Regions from separate parts of the Sus scrofa genome. Here all the other regions are linked to region 3. Evidence: chromatin contacts called from public Hi-C, HiChIP or PLAC-seq and promoter capture Hi-C data. All regions are on one chromosome and are shown on one strand. Each heading gives the region's core, a stretch centred on a gene start, on an enhancer-like site or on the middle of the called end of the contact. The rest is flanking DNA. Distances are from core to core; before and after follow the strand shown. Region 1 has its middle 110 kb from the start of SNTB1. Region 2 holds the start of COL14A1 (collagen alpha-1(XIV) chain). Region 3 holds the start of MTBP (mdm2-binding protein). Region 4 holds the start of SNTB1 (beta-1-syntrophin). Region 5 has its middle 91 kb from the start of SNTB1.

Region 1 (2,750 bases), core at 146-2,645, 430 kb before region 3:
CAGTGGAAGTTCCCTCAAGTTGGTTCATACAGTCTTTTTGTTTTGTTTTGTTTTCTTGCTTTTTAGGGCCGTACTAGTGGTATATGGAGGTTCCCAGGCTAGGGGTTAAATTGGAGCTACAGCTGCTGGCCTACACCACAGCCACAGTGACACAAGATCTGAGCCTCATCTTCGACCTATACCACAGCTCACAAAATGCCAGATCCTTAATCCACTGAGTGAGGCCAGAGATTGAACCTGCAACCTCATGGTTCCTAGTTGGATTCATTTCCGCTGCACCACAACTGGAACTCCGGCTCATAGTCTTGCTTTCAGGGCGCAATAACATGGCCCAGGCTCATCTCAGCCACTTCCTGCCCTAGATGTTAAATTAGCCATTATTCTAAGGAGCCTCGTTCCTTTAAGATGGAAATGATACTTAGATTTTACATTCTGAGTTCCTAGAATGATCAATAAAACTGAGCTGGTCATGTTTTTAGGTCTTTTCAGTGGACAGGACTAGGACAATTTTAGTTTTTAGAAAGAGAAAAATAAATCACAAATTCATACTGATATTTCTAATTCAAATCAAAGATTACAGAATTTTTACATTGATTCCTTTATTTTATATTTTATCTTTTTTAAAAAACTCAAAATCTCATCCCCTAAGAACACTAATTTAATTACTTAGTTGCTTTATCCTGCTTTCCCTATAATGGTGTTCAAAATAATAATATAATATCACTAACAACTAGCCAAAGGAATTGAGTCTAAGAGGTTTTTACACTTCATTTTATCCTTAGGACATATTCCCCTAGGAATGTACAATCCACATAGGTGTTCTAAAATCACTTGAAATAATTCTTGAGATGGTCATGTCACAGAATTGATATAAAGTTTGGTTCATTTTTTTTTTCCAGTTTAAAGTTTTAGGACTTGTTATATTTTGGTGTGCAAAATTTTCACATGGATTTAACTTTGTTCTTAATGATGTAAACCATTTCCATGCTTCCAAAGTCAAAAAACAAAGTAAGTTGCATAGGGAAGCCTGTGCGCTCTTCAAGTCCTCTCCCTCCTTGCTCCCTCCATTCCACTTTTAATTTTTGGTTTATCCAACTACTGAAATTATAAAGAATTATGTATTTACTATGACTCCTCTTTTTTCTTTTTTTCTTTTTTCTTTTTTTTTTTTTGTTTTGTTTTGTTTTGCCATACTCAGGGAATGTGGAAGTTCCTGGTCCAAGGGTCAAAACCACACCATGGCAGGGACCACACAAGATCCCTAACCACTAGGCCACCAGGGAACTCCCAACTCCTCCTTTCTTATCTAAGTGATAGCATGGTGCAAACACTGTGATGCATTTTGTTTGTGTTACTTAACAGTATGTCCTGGCTGTACCTCTTTATTAGTACACAGAGGTTTTTACAGCTGTGTAATAGGGCCCTGTGTGAATGCTGCGAAGTTTATTTAACTGGCCTCCCTTTGATAGACATTTGGGTTGTCCCTAGCCTTTTGCTAATCAGATCTTGGCATTTGTCAAATTTTACCCTACCAAGAGTCCTGTTGGTTTGGTTTAGTCTTATTTTATAAAAAAAAAGGAAACTACTTCATAAGCAATTATGGGCTTGACCAAAGGGGGGAAGAAGGGACCAAAACTTCCCCTGCGTCCATAATTTCTGTTCTTTGCCCAAGTCTATATAATTCATACTGTGGTGTAAATATCTGTTAACCCCTTTATTTGAGAGTTAGGGGAGGGAGAGAGATACGTGCTTTGGGGTAGATTGTGGAGGAAAATTTAGCCTTAAGTTCAAGGCTGGAATTTCAAGTCTCAGCCAGCCTGTGGGAGGAGTATCTGAGGGAACAGCTGGCCTTTCTGGCATTATCCCCAGTCAAAGGAATGCGAGACATCCACAAGCAGGTGGGTCTATTTTTGGCAGGAGGACCTTCTCAGTGGCTGCTAGAATCACAGCATGTCCTCTTCTGTCACAGTGCATTTTACTCTCCTGGTAAATCCACTCAAGACTCCCTTTAAAGGACATAGAACAATCCATTCTCCACTCTTGCCCCATCAATAACTCCTCCTTTCTTTGTTCTTATTATGTCAACCCAGGAAAATTACAGATCCTAAACTAAACAGAGCAAGCACCATTGGGATAATTAAATATCATTATACAGTCTTTTATGGGACAAATTAAGTTGGTAGTTACAGAAAGCCTTAGGACTTTGACCAGAATCTTTCATTAATTTTCCTTTTTTTATCACTCTATTTTTAAAGAGAAAAATGTCCATTCTGAAGGAACATAAGCCCATATCATTAGGTTATTTTATTTTATTATTATTTTTTAATAAATTCTATTGGAGTATAGTTGATTTAGAAGGTTGTGTTCATTTCAGGTGCACAGCAAAGTAAATCAGCTATGCATAAACACATACGCATTCTTTTTTAGACTCTTTTCCCATATAGCTTATTATACAGTATTGAGTAGATTACCCTGTACTATATAGTAGGTTCTTGTTATATCTTTTTTTGTTTGTTTTTTAGGGCCACACCTGCAGCACATGAGTTCCCAGGCTAGGGGCTGAATCGGAGCTGCAGCTGCAGCTGCTGGCCTAAGCCACAGTCACAGCAACGTGGGATCTGAGCCACGTCTGTGACCTAACCACAGCTCACAGCAACACCAGATCCACTGAGCGAGGCCAGGGATTGAACCCATGTCCTCATGGCTACCAGTCAGTTTCATTACTGCTGAGCCACAACAGGAACTCCACC
Region 2 (2,700 bases), core at 44-2,543, 320 kb after region 3:
TGCTTAGGACTAAGGCCACTCCAGTGGCCCAGTGCCGGCTGCTTTTGGCTGGCCCCTAATCCAGTCTTGCCTGTGTGTGGTGCACGCTAAAGCCCAGCTCCACCAGATGTATCTCCGTCCATGCGCTGCGAACTAGGGAGGTCAGAGCAGCCAGCAGTCCAGAGAGATAAAAGGAGGGGAGGAGGGGAGAGGTGGAAAAGCCAGAGTGGAGAAGACCCTCCAATATCACAGCGTGGTGGTGCATCATAAAGCTGAAACCTCCTGCATCCAGACACCAAAGCAAAACTGCGCTAAGCATTCAGACTTCCTGGTGCAGAGATGTTTAAGAGCTACTACTAATGCCAACATCCTGCATTGATGCGCTCGATGTGCTCCCTCTTGTTTGCATCTGGCACCTGGCCCCTAGAGCCAATCACTCACTGGGGGCTGGGTGAGTTTTGTCCTCTGTGAGCTCCATCGACTGTTCTCCCGAGCAACCCCGTGCTTTCTATTTGTATACATCCCTCCAAAACAAACCCTAAAGCCCCCCCCCCTTTCACCAGAATGGTCACTTTTATGAAGCCCCTTCTACTTGAAAATGCTGGAGTCTTTACTGTCTCGAAGCCAAACCTGCTCCTTCCCGCCGCGCGCTCACAGCACTTAAGCACAGAGGGAAAAGCTCCTGAGAGCAACACAAGGCATCTTCACACAGTGCCTGCAATCTCCCTGTCCAGTGACCCCCTGCGAGGAGGCATCTGGGTGCACTACCCCATCCCACCTCAGTGGTTCGGGGCCATCACCGGCGGGCGCGAGGAGAGGTGGTCTCTTAATTGCACTGCGTCTGCAGGTGGCTCGCCCTCTCCACTTTCCCTTCCTCAACAATAAACTTTTCAAAGCCGAACGAAGGAAGAGCAGAGAAAGACTGGAACTGACCTGTTCAGAGCAAAGTTTCAGCCCAGGTAGGGGACCTCTGGGTGCCTAAGGAAGATCCAAGATCCGCCGCGAACAGGTTCGTGGTGGCGCACAGCTCTCGCGCGCTTCCCGCCCCTCGCCCCCTTTTAATTGGCCCCTATCCCTCCCCTTCTCCCCTACTCTCCCCTGCTCCCAGCCCTGGCCACTCAAAGCCGCCTCCTCTTCTCCAGTGCTTCCCTTCTGCCCAGAATCAGATAAGAGGAAAGGAAAGCCCGCCGGCGGCCAATTATAAAGCGGAAGGTGGCCGCGGGGGCGGGGGTTGGGGTGATGGGAGGCAGGCCTACGTCCCTAAAGCGTCCCCCCCCACACACACACTTTCCCTCCTCCTCTTCTCCCCAACCCTGGCCCCACAAAAGATGCTGCGAGGAGCCAGCCCAGCGCCGTTCGAGCGCCAGCCCAGACCTGGCGGCCGCCCCAGGTGCGCGCCGCAGCGGGCTAGGAAAGAGCAGCTTCTGCCCCTCCACTCTCGCCAAGGCTAGCGAGGGGCTTGTTGCTGAACCAGAAGACCCTGCGATTGCTTTACCAGATCTGGAGCCCTTCCTTACGCAGGTGCGAGTGTACCCACTTCCCTATTCCCAAATACCAGCCTGGTCAAGGACCCTGCGCTCGGGAGCCACACTCGCTGGAAAGAAGTAGTACCTTTTCTCCCCTCCTCTCCTTTCCTTTTCCCGATCAAGGGTAATAAAACGCCAAAGCAGCGATGTTCAAACTTTAATGTGCAGGAGAATCACAAGTGTTGAAAAAGACATTTCTGTATGCTTTAAAGGACGCATGTTGGCTGTGTCCAGGGGTTGGACTTCCCAAAGTGCATATGCTCACTCGTAGAGATCCTGTTTCAACAGGTCTGGGCTTAGCCCAGGGAATCTGCATTTATCAAACACCCTGGTGGTCCTGGTCTGTGGAGGCCACCCTCCGCCAGGCTCTACCACGAGGCGCGCCAGAGCCCTGCGCTAGGTCTCCAGGGATTCGGCCCTGCGCGGTCATCCGCTGGGCTCCTTGGAAAGTCATCATTACTCATTTTTTAACCTTGAGAACGACCGCCCTCTCCTTCCCGCGGCGTCTTTACAATCCAGCTTGTTGTGTGCGCACAAATGTTGGCGAGGGAGGTACAACAACTGAGAATTATCAAGAAGCCACTTTTTTGAAAAAATACTCTCTTGTCTTGGAAAACTGACAAGCAGGTGTTTCATTCCCACTGAAGGCTGATGATGGCGAGGAGAGACAGGGCAAGTGGAACTCTTAAAGGGTCCTCAAACGTGCTTCCACCATGCCCAACTGAGAATACAGAAAAAGGGGCCGTGACCCACCCACTCCCTTTCAAGGGAGTCCTTCGGATATTCCAACCTTCCCAAGCCACCTCCTCTGCTTTCCCCAAATTTTCTGATATTTGAATCCGCTAATACCGTGCTCTGAACTTCCCCGCTCGTCCTACAGTTGGAGTGCAAAGGGCCCTCTCCAGCCCCTACCGCCACCCTTCTTCCGTCGGTCCTTTTCCAAATGGGCCTCAAGTCTGGCCACAGGATGGGGCCCGAGACAACCGCCGTTTTGCTTCCGCGCTCCAGTGATCTCGACTATCTTGGGTCAGGCAGCGGGTACAACTTTTTAGGAGACAAAATCCAAGGGTTCAGTTCGCTGCATTGCAACGATGCGAGCGCCACCTGGTGTTGGCGCCTGGGGGTTCGGGATAGGGCGGGAACTAGAAAGACACCCAACCAGCCTAGATTAACACGCCTAAACTAGAACTTCCCA
Region 3 (2,700 bases), core at 187-2,686:
ATCTAATAAAAAGCTCACGATGGGCAAGACAATCTCATAAAGGGAACAAAACTCAAACCGAGAAACTAAAATAATTTTCAAGACTACTTTCTGACATCCAAGCATCAGGAGGAAAGGGATACTGTCTTTTCCATTTTGTATTTCTTTCCCTACCTCCCTATTATCAGTGATGTGTACAGTCAACAAGTGTTCCTTGGATTTCCATGTGACCAAGTTAATTAAATGTATTTCCAATACAAATGCTGTGCCATAAAAGAGGGATTTATGTTACACTTACCAGGGAAAGTACTATCTTCTGGATTAATCGAAGCACTAATGCTTCTTTTCAGGAGGTGATAAACATTTGCTGCCCTTAAGTCTGAAAAAGAAATAGCAAACTAACAGAGTCAAGAGTTATGTAATCTAGACCTTTTCTAAGAGGCTCTTAAGCACAATATGTTGTACATAAAAGAACTATACACTGTTCAAATTTTGGTATGCTAAATCTAAAGCTAGCAAGGTTAAAACAAGTAAAGTTCCCGGTTTGCACATGCTTGCCAGTTAACACAAATCCAAAATTCCCCCCAAAGAATAATTTTACATGGAAAAGAGAAATCCTGTTACAATACTCTGTACACAACCACACATACACTTCCTCCTCAAAATGACACTCTATCAAAACAAACTAAATAAAATGCAGATCCTAGACAAGAACACCAAAAACCAGTGCAATCTCAAGCGATCAGAATTGTTTTAAATTTATCATTTGCTTTTTAACTTAGTTTATGCGGAATGTCTCTTCCCATTAAGATGTAAATTCTAGCAAAGTAAGATCTTTTCCATCTCGTTCTTAGGTATTACCTGCATTTGGAACACAGGAGGCAGAACTGCTTATTGAATGCATATCTGTCCAAAGGTCAGAAATTCCATTTCCACGGCACAGAGAATTTACTCAGATTTTTAATGTGTCGGGAACTTTGGAGCGCTGGAATCTTGCATCCACAAATCTGCCCCTATTTTTCCACGAAGATAGTTTTTTTTTTTTTTTTTTTTTTTTTTTTTTAGCCTTTACCAGGTCGATCCCAGATAGAGTGACACCTTCTTAGGACAACTCGATACATGTCCCTCCCCAGCAAAACTTGATCACAATTTTTTTTTCTCCTCCCTGAAAACCGTTCCCGCTCTTTCTCAGCCCTGAGCTTACCCGGCTGCTTCTCGGTACACACAACAGACGAAACCCCTGGCTCGTGCTCCGCCTCCGCTCCCGCGGCGGACTGGACTTTTTCTTCCCCCCAGATCACAAGAAGTAGGTACCGATCCATCTCTCAGAGCTGAGCCCCTGTTTCACGTCTCCGCTCCCAAATCCAAACAGTCCCGCGCAAAAGATGCACTTCCGGTTCCCTTCTACTTAGGTCGGCTGGAAACTGCGTTCTCCACCGATTTTCCGCAGCTTTTCCAGCAAGCTTCCAGCAAGCAAACTATTTTTGGGGATTATTCTGTAAAGAAGTGCATCATTTCCTCCCTTCATAGCGGAATTGCTACTGTAGGAAGATTGGAAGCGATGCAAGAAAAGCGGAGAAGTAGATGAGTGTTGGCTGGCCTAGGAACTGACATGCTCAGCTCTATGCGTTTCCTGCCGAGCCCGTGATGCGGCGGGACACATCTTGGATCTTGAGAAAGGGAAGGTCTTGCTGCTGGGGAAACATGTCGAGTTTCTCCAAGGCGCCCCAGGTGAGTTCAAGGTCTTGTAGCTTCATTACGCTGGCAGAAGGAGGTCGGATTTAGTGAAGCTGAGTCGGATAGGAAGCTGGGTCCTTGGACTAGAAGATGTCTCGGTGAAACACGAACCAGGGTTGTGATTCTGGCCACCACTTGCTGTAGTTTTCTTGGAACTCCTACCCTCCCGTTTTCAGTCTACCCTTATTCCCACCTTCACCTTCCCGCCCACCTCTGTCTCGGGAAGACTTATTAGGAAGGAAGTCAGAGAGGTAATGAGATGAATCACATTGGGCGTGGTAGACTATTGTAAGAGTTTTATTTACCGAGCAAAGCAAAGTAAGGACCGACTGGAAGGTTTTGAACCAAAGAGTAACTAATCTCACTTGGGTGTTAAAAGGAGCACTCTGACTGCTGAATAGACTGTTTAGAGATGGGGGTTGGTGGAGGATACAAGCTAAGAATCTATTTGAAGGTTATTGCAACAATCTAGGCTCCACACGTTAGTGGCACAAGCCAGGCTTAGTAACAGTGCCAAAAAGTGGTCACGTTCTTTTTCAAGGTGGAGCCAGTAGGATTTACTGAAGGATTGAATGTGGGCCGACAGTAAAAGAAGAGACAAGGATTATTCCAAGGTTTTTTATTTCAACAAGCAGAAGGATGTTCCATCAGCGGAGATAAGGAAGGCTGAAATTGAAGCAGGGTTCAGAAGGAAGAGCAGGAGTTCAGTTTTGGGTACGTTGATCTAAGAAGCCACTTAGCCTAATCTTGCTCCAGCTGTGATTCCTTCCTTGGACTGTTACTTGTCTCTGATGAGGTAAATACAGGAAGTAAAACGAAACATTAAAAAAACCAAAAACCTAGCAATTTGACATTGTGGCAGGATCTTAATTGTTTATCAAAGTTTTTTTCTATCACAGTATTTGGTCTGCAATGGATTGGAAAAGAACTAATCTTTTGTTACACATGGTTTAGGAAACACTGTAGTGCCTATGTCAAATGGGC
Region 4 (2,700 bases), core at 98-2,597, 320 kb before region 3:
TTAGTCTCTAAAGCAGAGGGCAGCCTCAGCTGGTTTTACCACCCAATACCGTGGTCCCACCCCTCATAGCTCCTTGACTGATCCTGGTACTGCTGTCCCTGGGTACCTTTACCTGAATGAATAAAGAGCTTCCGGAACACTGGTTAGAAATATAGGCAATAAGGATTCTGTAAGTAGAAGTATAAACCTAAGAGTTTCTCATGACCTACCTGTAGTGACTTATAAAAAAAAAAAAAAAGAAAGAAAGAAAAATCCAAATGTTTTCATTTCATTTCTGGCACCTGCCTGGAATACCAACCACCCAGGCTCTGGAGATTGGGAATTGCTCTGTGTTTTTAAACATTCACAATTAAAAATGTGAGTCATTTGAGAAGGGTTAGAGAACTTTCAATGATGCTGTTCATCAGCTCAGTGGCAATGTGTTCAATAAGATTTCTTTCCTCCTGACACCTTGCTGGGTTGCATTTACCTTTAGGAATTCTCTGATTTGTGAATTTGGGTTTGGTTTGGTTTCAAAGAAAGCACAGAAAGAAGTGGAAAGGAAGGTAGATGAGATGAATGAAACACTTCCAGAGCTCCCTGAGATGTGCATAGGGTGGAGGACCCCTGAGAGTTTCCAGGACCAGGAGGATTCTGGGAGATTCATCTAAGACATGTGTTGGCACTTCTGGATTGGCCTGGGAAGATAACCAATAATTTATAATATCGTTTCCCAGGAAAAAGCAGCTTGAGTTCCAAGTCACTCAGAAAGGAACTTCTGAGATAACAATCCATTGCAACCGAGTTCTTAAATAGTGGACTTTTTTCTATTGGACCCAGGGAAGACAGACAAAGTCCCAGGAAGCATTTGGCGTGGCATTGCTGGGGCGGGAGAGGATAGATCAGGAGCAGAGAGCATGTAATGTACTAGGGCAGGAAGAAAAATTGTCCCTGGGGTCTGGGGCCAACAGTGACCTGCTGAAAACCGCAGCCATAGAGACACCTCTTCAGAGACCTAGCAGAAAAGATGTCCTGCATTTAAGGAGAAGTTTCCCTGCACTGGGGTTATGCTGACATTTCATCCTGGGTTCCTGGGACAACCTTCCCTCTTGCCTTTCAGGGAACCCAGGCTGTCCGTCTGGTCTGAGCCCACCTGAGAGCCTCTGCGGAAAGGAGAGACAGGTAAGAACCGAAGCCAAGACTTGGCTTTTGGAAGCCAGAGTGAAGAGACTAGACCCAATTAGGGGTTAGGGCGGAGAGACCGTTCGACAGAGGGTGTGATAGGGGGCTTCAGAGCATCCAGTGAGCGGACCAAGGCAGGACACCCAGACCGTGCGGGGTGCGGAATAGGCGCCGAGGGAGAAGGGTGAGTGGACGAGAGACGGCTGGGGGCGGGGTGGAGGGAAGCTGTCCCTGCGGCGACGTGCGCTCAGAGCACGGAGGCGGGGAGGGTCTGAGAGGACGCGCGGCGTGTGACCGCCGAGGCTGCGGCGGCTGGAACAGGTGAGCGGCCGCCAGGCGCTGGGTCCCCGCCCTTCCCGGCGAGGGACTCCCCCTCCGAACCTCCCCCGCGCTTAGCTGTTTCGCGGCTTCCCTTGGGTTTGGGGTTTTGCAACTGGCAGCTGGCTGCCCCCCTCCACTGTTTCTGTCTCTCCTTCTTCTTTTAGGTAGCTCCACCCCGCCCGGGATCAGGCCAGGGGGAAGCTGCCGACTGCGGCTGCCAACTCGCGCCGGGCGCTCCAGCGAAGTCGCGGAGCGGAGTCCCGCGTCCCGCCTCCTCCCTGCCGGGCGCGCTCTCCTCGCTCCCCGAGCAACCCTTCCCCACTTTTCCCCCCTTTTGCAATCGCACGGCATTTTAAGAATGCCGGAAAGATGGCGGTAGCAGCGGCGGCGGCAGCGGCAGTGGCAGCGGGGCCGGCCGGCGGGGGAGGCGGCCGGGCGCAGCGGAGCGGGCTGCTGGAAGTTTTGGTGCGGGATCGCTGGCACAAAGTTCTGGTGAACTTGAGCGAAGACGCCCTGGTTCTGAGCTGCGAGGAAGGCGCTGCGGCGTACAACGGCATCGGGACCGCCACCAATGGCTCGTTCTGCAGGGGCGCCGGCCCCGGGCACCCAGGCGCAGGCGGCGCGCAGCCCCCGGACTCTCCCGCCGGGGTCCGCACCGCCTTCACCGACCTGCCGGAGCAGGTGCCCGAGTCCATCTCTAACCAGAAGCGCGGCGTGAAGGTGCTGAAGCAGGAGCTGGGCGGGCTGGGCATCAGCATCAAGGGGGGCAAGGAGAACAAGATGCCCATCCTCATCAGCAAGATCTTCAAGGGGCTGGCGGCGGACCAGACCCAAGCCCTGTACGTGGGCGACGCCATCCTGTCTGTGAACGGGGCCGACCTGCGGGACGCCACCCACGACGAGGCGGTGCAGGCGCTGAAGCGCGCTGGCAAGGAAGTGCTGCTGGAAGGTGAGGGGTTAACGCTGCGCGGGCTGCCTGGGATACGCACACCCCAACCGCCTCCTCCCGCCGCATCCTCACACCCACCCACGTGCCGCCACACCCCAGGGGACCGCCGGGCGCGGGTGGCGGAGTTTTGACAACTTTGACCCACTTGGGGGCCACTTGTCCCCACCTGCGAGGCGTTGACCCAGCAGAGGTGTAGGCAAAGTCTCGGTGAGCAGGGTTTCTTGAGTTCGTGTTCTGTGCAGAGCACGGGGTCGGAGGCGTAGTTCACG
Region 5 (2,751 bases), core at 65-2,564, 410 kb before region 3:
AGATCTCCCTGAAGAAGTGACCGTTGGGCTAGGATTTGAAAGTCCTCATAGGGGCTAACTAGTCATTGGGAAGAAAGAATAGCACATGAAAAGGCCCTGAGGCAGTACAATCACAGCCTTGTATCAACCTGAAAGAAGGCCGGGATGTTTCTAGGGAGATAGATGAGTGATGAGGCTAGAAAAGGAAGCAGAAGTCACTTCTGGCTGGACTTTGTAAATTGTCTTAATGAATTTTACTAGCAATGGCCATCTCATCAGAAGAGCCTCAAGTCCTGAGCTTATATTATCTATTCAGGCCTTTTTCCTGAATGATCCAACATGACTATGGTATAGAATCTGATTGGTTCAACTTGGCAGAGGTATTTCTGGCTTATCCAATCAGCAAGAGGGGCAGGATCACATGTTCATCAGAGGCAATTGTTGTGAGGAAGAATGGTTGTTCTTCTACAAACGAATATATGTATGAGGCCACAGGCTGTGGCATTGATCAGCATCTCTGAAATTACAGGATTCCCAGACATACTCAGGTTTACCTTGTACAGTCGGTTGTATTGTAAAGATACAACAGGACAGTATGAAAAATCTGTTGATCATTCAGAAAACAGCATTAGCTCTAGTCATCCACTGTACACAGCAAAAGCGCTAGCCACTCCATCATGTGATCGGCCTCTCAGCAGCAGGCACCCAGTTTGAATGCTCTGTGAATATGGTTTCTTGGTGAGTCTCCGGATATGCTTCTTCTCCTCCTGTTACTATGACTTAACTCTCTCTTTCTTCTGATCCAGTTCCAGGAGAGCAAGAATCTGATTGAGCTAAACAGTGACCTTCCAGTACTGGGCTTCCCACCAGTCCTTTCTGGGGGAAGCTAAAGAGAACTCCATCGCCCCAGGGCCATTTCCTCTCCAGTCAGCAGGGGGCAGGAGGCGGCACAGTGGTGCTGCAAGTGAAGCAGGAAACCTTTGTGCAGGGTGCTGATTGCAACATGGAGACTGGAACCAGCCACAGATAGGTTTGCTTTGATTTGCACAGTTTTGACTCATGCAGTTTTGTTTTCAATTTAATGTTCAACCGACATTTTTAAATAGAATGTTTTCATATTAAAAACCCAGATTTCCAGCCACCCTTAAAAAATTGGAGTGTCAGAAAACACTAACGGTCAACCAATACTGAGTACTGAGTGACCTGTTTAAAGTCCCAGAAGCTGTCAGTTCAACACAGTCCTGAAATCTCCCTGCTGTCAAACTAGCTTCACTCATTTATTCACAGGCCTGACCCTTGTAGGCATCCGAGTCGGCAAACACTGAAGTAAGTAGTTGTGTAAGCTTTTCTCAGAAGGGAGTTCATGGTGAGGCACATAAAGGGTCACTGACTACAGGACTGTTATAATTTCAAGTTCAGAAACCATGCCTAGTATCATTTCATTGCTGCTGGCAACCCCTGAAACAGTTTTTGAGTTAGCCTCTGAACGTAGTTAGCTGGGCTTCCTGCCAATAGCTGCCTATAAGGCAAGTGAACTTTTATTCTGCTATGCTAGCCTAACCGCACTTGACCTGAGTGTTCTAAAAAGGATAAGAATATGGAATTCCCTCGGGCCTCACTTGTTAAGGATCTGGCACTGTCATTGCTGTGGCTTTGGGTACAGCTGTGGCACGGGTTCAATCCCTGGCCCAGGAACTTCTGCATGCCACAAGTGTAGCCAAATTAAAAAAAAAAAAAAAAAAAAAAAGGATAGAGGAGCAGCTCCTAGACATTGGAGCAATCTCATTCCACATCTTAGGTCATCCTGCTCTACCCGAATAATGCCTGTTACAAAATGCAGTAACAATAGGGTCTCCTTGCCAAGCTATGTGCTTCTTCTGGTTATCAGATGGCCCAAAGGGATGGATAATTCATTCTGGTAAAATTGGGCACTTACATGTTAACTTAGCACGTTCAGGCTTGGTCTGAAGAAGAGATGCTGCAATTTGCAGTGAAAACACATCTTACAGGCCAAATTGGTAGCCACCTACTTGCCAACCACATGACCTTGAGCAAGTCACTTAATCTTTTTCCACCTCGGTTTCTTGATCCACAAAACATAGCTAATAATACGTACCTCAGTGAATATTCTGAGGAGAGAGGCAGTGATAGGTGTACACTTTCTTCTTCACCCATGTAGGATACCAAATAATGTCAAACCTAGCTATTTGAATATTTGAATGAAATTAAACCTCTCCAGCTCCAGCTCCAGCCCCCTCTTTGTCATCTTCAGAAGTTTCTTCTGGCCTCTTTCAGGCTACCACTCTCCTGCAGGCCTTCCCCAGGTCAAATATTTAGCCGCGATTTTGCAGAGAGGAGAGCCATTTAGTCCCACGGTGGCTGCACACTTTCAATGCAGCTGCAGCTGCCTCTATTTCAGAGTAAAAGCCATCAGGCACCCTTGGCTCATTCACTACCCAAGCATCCTGCTGTGCTACCGCATGCCCCCCTGGCCACCAAAGCCATGAGCCCAAGAAGAGTCCGGGCTCAATGCAGCTGCTGTGGTCAGCTGCCACTTGCGCGGTAAGAGCCACTGTGAATGTAGGAGGGGTCTTTCCCCTGGGGCATAGGCTGTTATAGAAGCTTCATCTGCCCATCCCGCCTCTTGGGTCAGTGTCCATATGGTGACATTTGGACTACCTGGCTGCTTTCACCACTTTCCCAAAGCGTACGTGCAATCCAGCCTGCATGGCCAAGCTGGACAGTGTTTCAGACCCCATAGCACACTGTGCC

What was found. Promoter capture Hi-C pulls out the DNA fragments that hold promoters and counts their contacts. Hi-C and Micro-C count contacts between places; a contact is called where the count stands out from the background. HiChIP or PLAC-seq counts read pairs in DNA pulled down with a chosen protein or histone mark.
Region 1: a contact with region 3 is called in a Hi-C map of skeletal muscle, with 9 times the contacts expected there. The contact joins the enhancer-like site here to the promoter of MTBP in region 3. A contact is called at or near these places in 3 of 5 promoter capture datasets (fetal skeletal muscle, liver and skeletal muscle), 24 of 47 Hi-C or Micro-C datasets (adipose tissue, alveolar macrophages, brain and 13 more) and 1 of 2 datasets of contacts at active chromatin or transcription factors (skeletal muscle).
Region 2: a contact with region 3 is called in an H3K27ac HiChIP or PLAC-seq map of skeletal muscle, with 9 times the contacts expected there. The contact joins the promoter of COL14A1 here to the promoter of MTBP in region 3. A contact is called at or near these places in 1 of 5 promoter capture datasets (fetal skeletal muscle), 1 of 47 Hi-C or Micro-C datasets (embryonic fibroblasts) and 2 of 2 datasets of contacts at active chromatin or transcription factors (alveolar macrophages and skeletal muscle).
Region 4: a contact with region 3 is called in a Hi-C map of skeletal muscle, with 2.7 times the contacts expected there. The contact joins the promoter of SNTB1 here to the promoter of MTBP in region 3. A contact is called at or near these places in 1 of 5 promoter capture datasets (liver), 10 of 47 Hi-C or Micro-C datasets (alveolar macrophages, embryonic fibroblasts, epiblast stem cells and 5 more) and 1 of 2 datasets of contacts at active chromatin or transcription factors (skeletal muscle).
Region 5: a contact with region 3 is called in a promoter capture Hi-C map of liver, with 5 times the contacts expected there. The contact joins the enhancer-like site here to the promoter of MTBP in region 3. A contact is called at or near these places in 3 of 5 promoter capture datasets (fetal skeletal muscle, liver and skeletal muscle), 10 of 47 Hi-C or Micro-C datasets (blood, fetal skeletal muscle, fibroblasts and 5 more) and 1 of 2 datasets of contacts at active chromatin or transcription factors (skeletal muscle).

What each region holds. Positions count from the first base shown.
Region 1 is chr4:18,177,611-18,180,360 of Sscrofa11.1, forward strand. No RefSeq gene overlaps it. Among named protein-coding and RNA genes, the nearest start is that of SNTB1, 110 kb to the right of the region's middle. Within about 2 kb of position 1,396, at least 11 of the 83 cell types and tissues checked have an H3K27ac peak or open chromatin away from gene starts, as enhancers often do. A contact at or near this core is called in fetal skeletal muscle and skeletal muscle, where this site is marked.
Region 2 is chr4:18,923,818-18,926,517 of Sscrofa11.1, forward strand. COL14A1 (collagen alpha-1(XIV) chain) reads right to left here and starts at 1,294. Exons shown (of 48, transcript XM_013996512.2): 1 at 913-1,294.
Region 3 is chr4:18,607,266-18,609,965 of Sscrofa11.1, forward strand. It overlaps MTBP (mdm2-binding protein), which reads right to left and starts at 1,437. Exons shown (of 22, transcript XM_021088982.1): 1 at 1,184-1,437; 2 at 278-358. The coding sequence starts at 1,301. It overlaps MRPL13 (mitochondrial ribosomal protein L13), which reads left to right and starts at 1,654. Exons shown (of 7, transcript NM_001243415.1): 1 at 1,654-1,710. The coding sequence starts at 1,684.
Region 4 is chr4:18,287,409-18,290,108 of Sscrofa11.1, forward strand. It overlaps SNTB1 (beta-1-syntrophin), which reads left to right and starts at 1,348. Exons shown (of 8, transcript XM_021088981.1): 1 at 1,348-1,482; 2 at 1,647-2,431. The coding sequence starts at 1,852.
Region 5 is chr4:18,195,972-18,198,722 of Sscrofa11.1, forward strand. No RefSeq gene overlaps it. Among named protein-coding and RNA genes, the nearest start is that of SNTB1, 91 kb to the right of the region's middle. Within about 2 kb of position 1,315, at least 13 of the 83 cell types and tissues checked have an H3K27ac peak or open chromatin away from gene starts, as enhancers often do. A contact at or near this core is called in fetal skeletal muscle, liver and skeletal muscle, where this site is marked.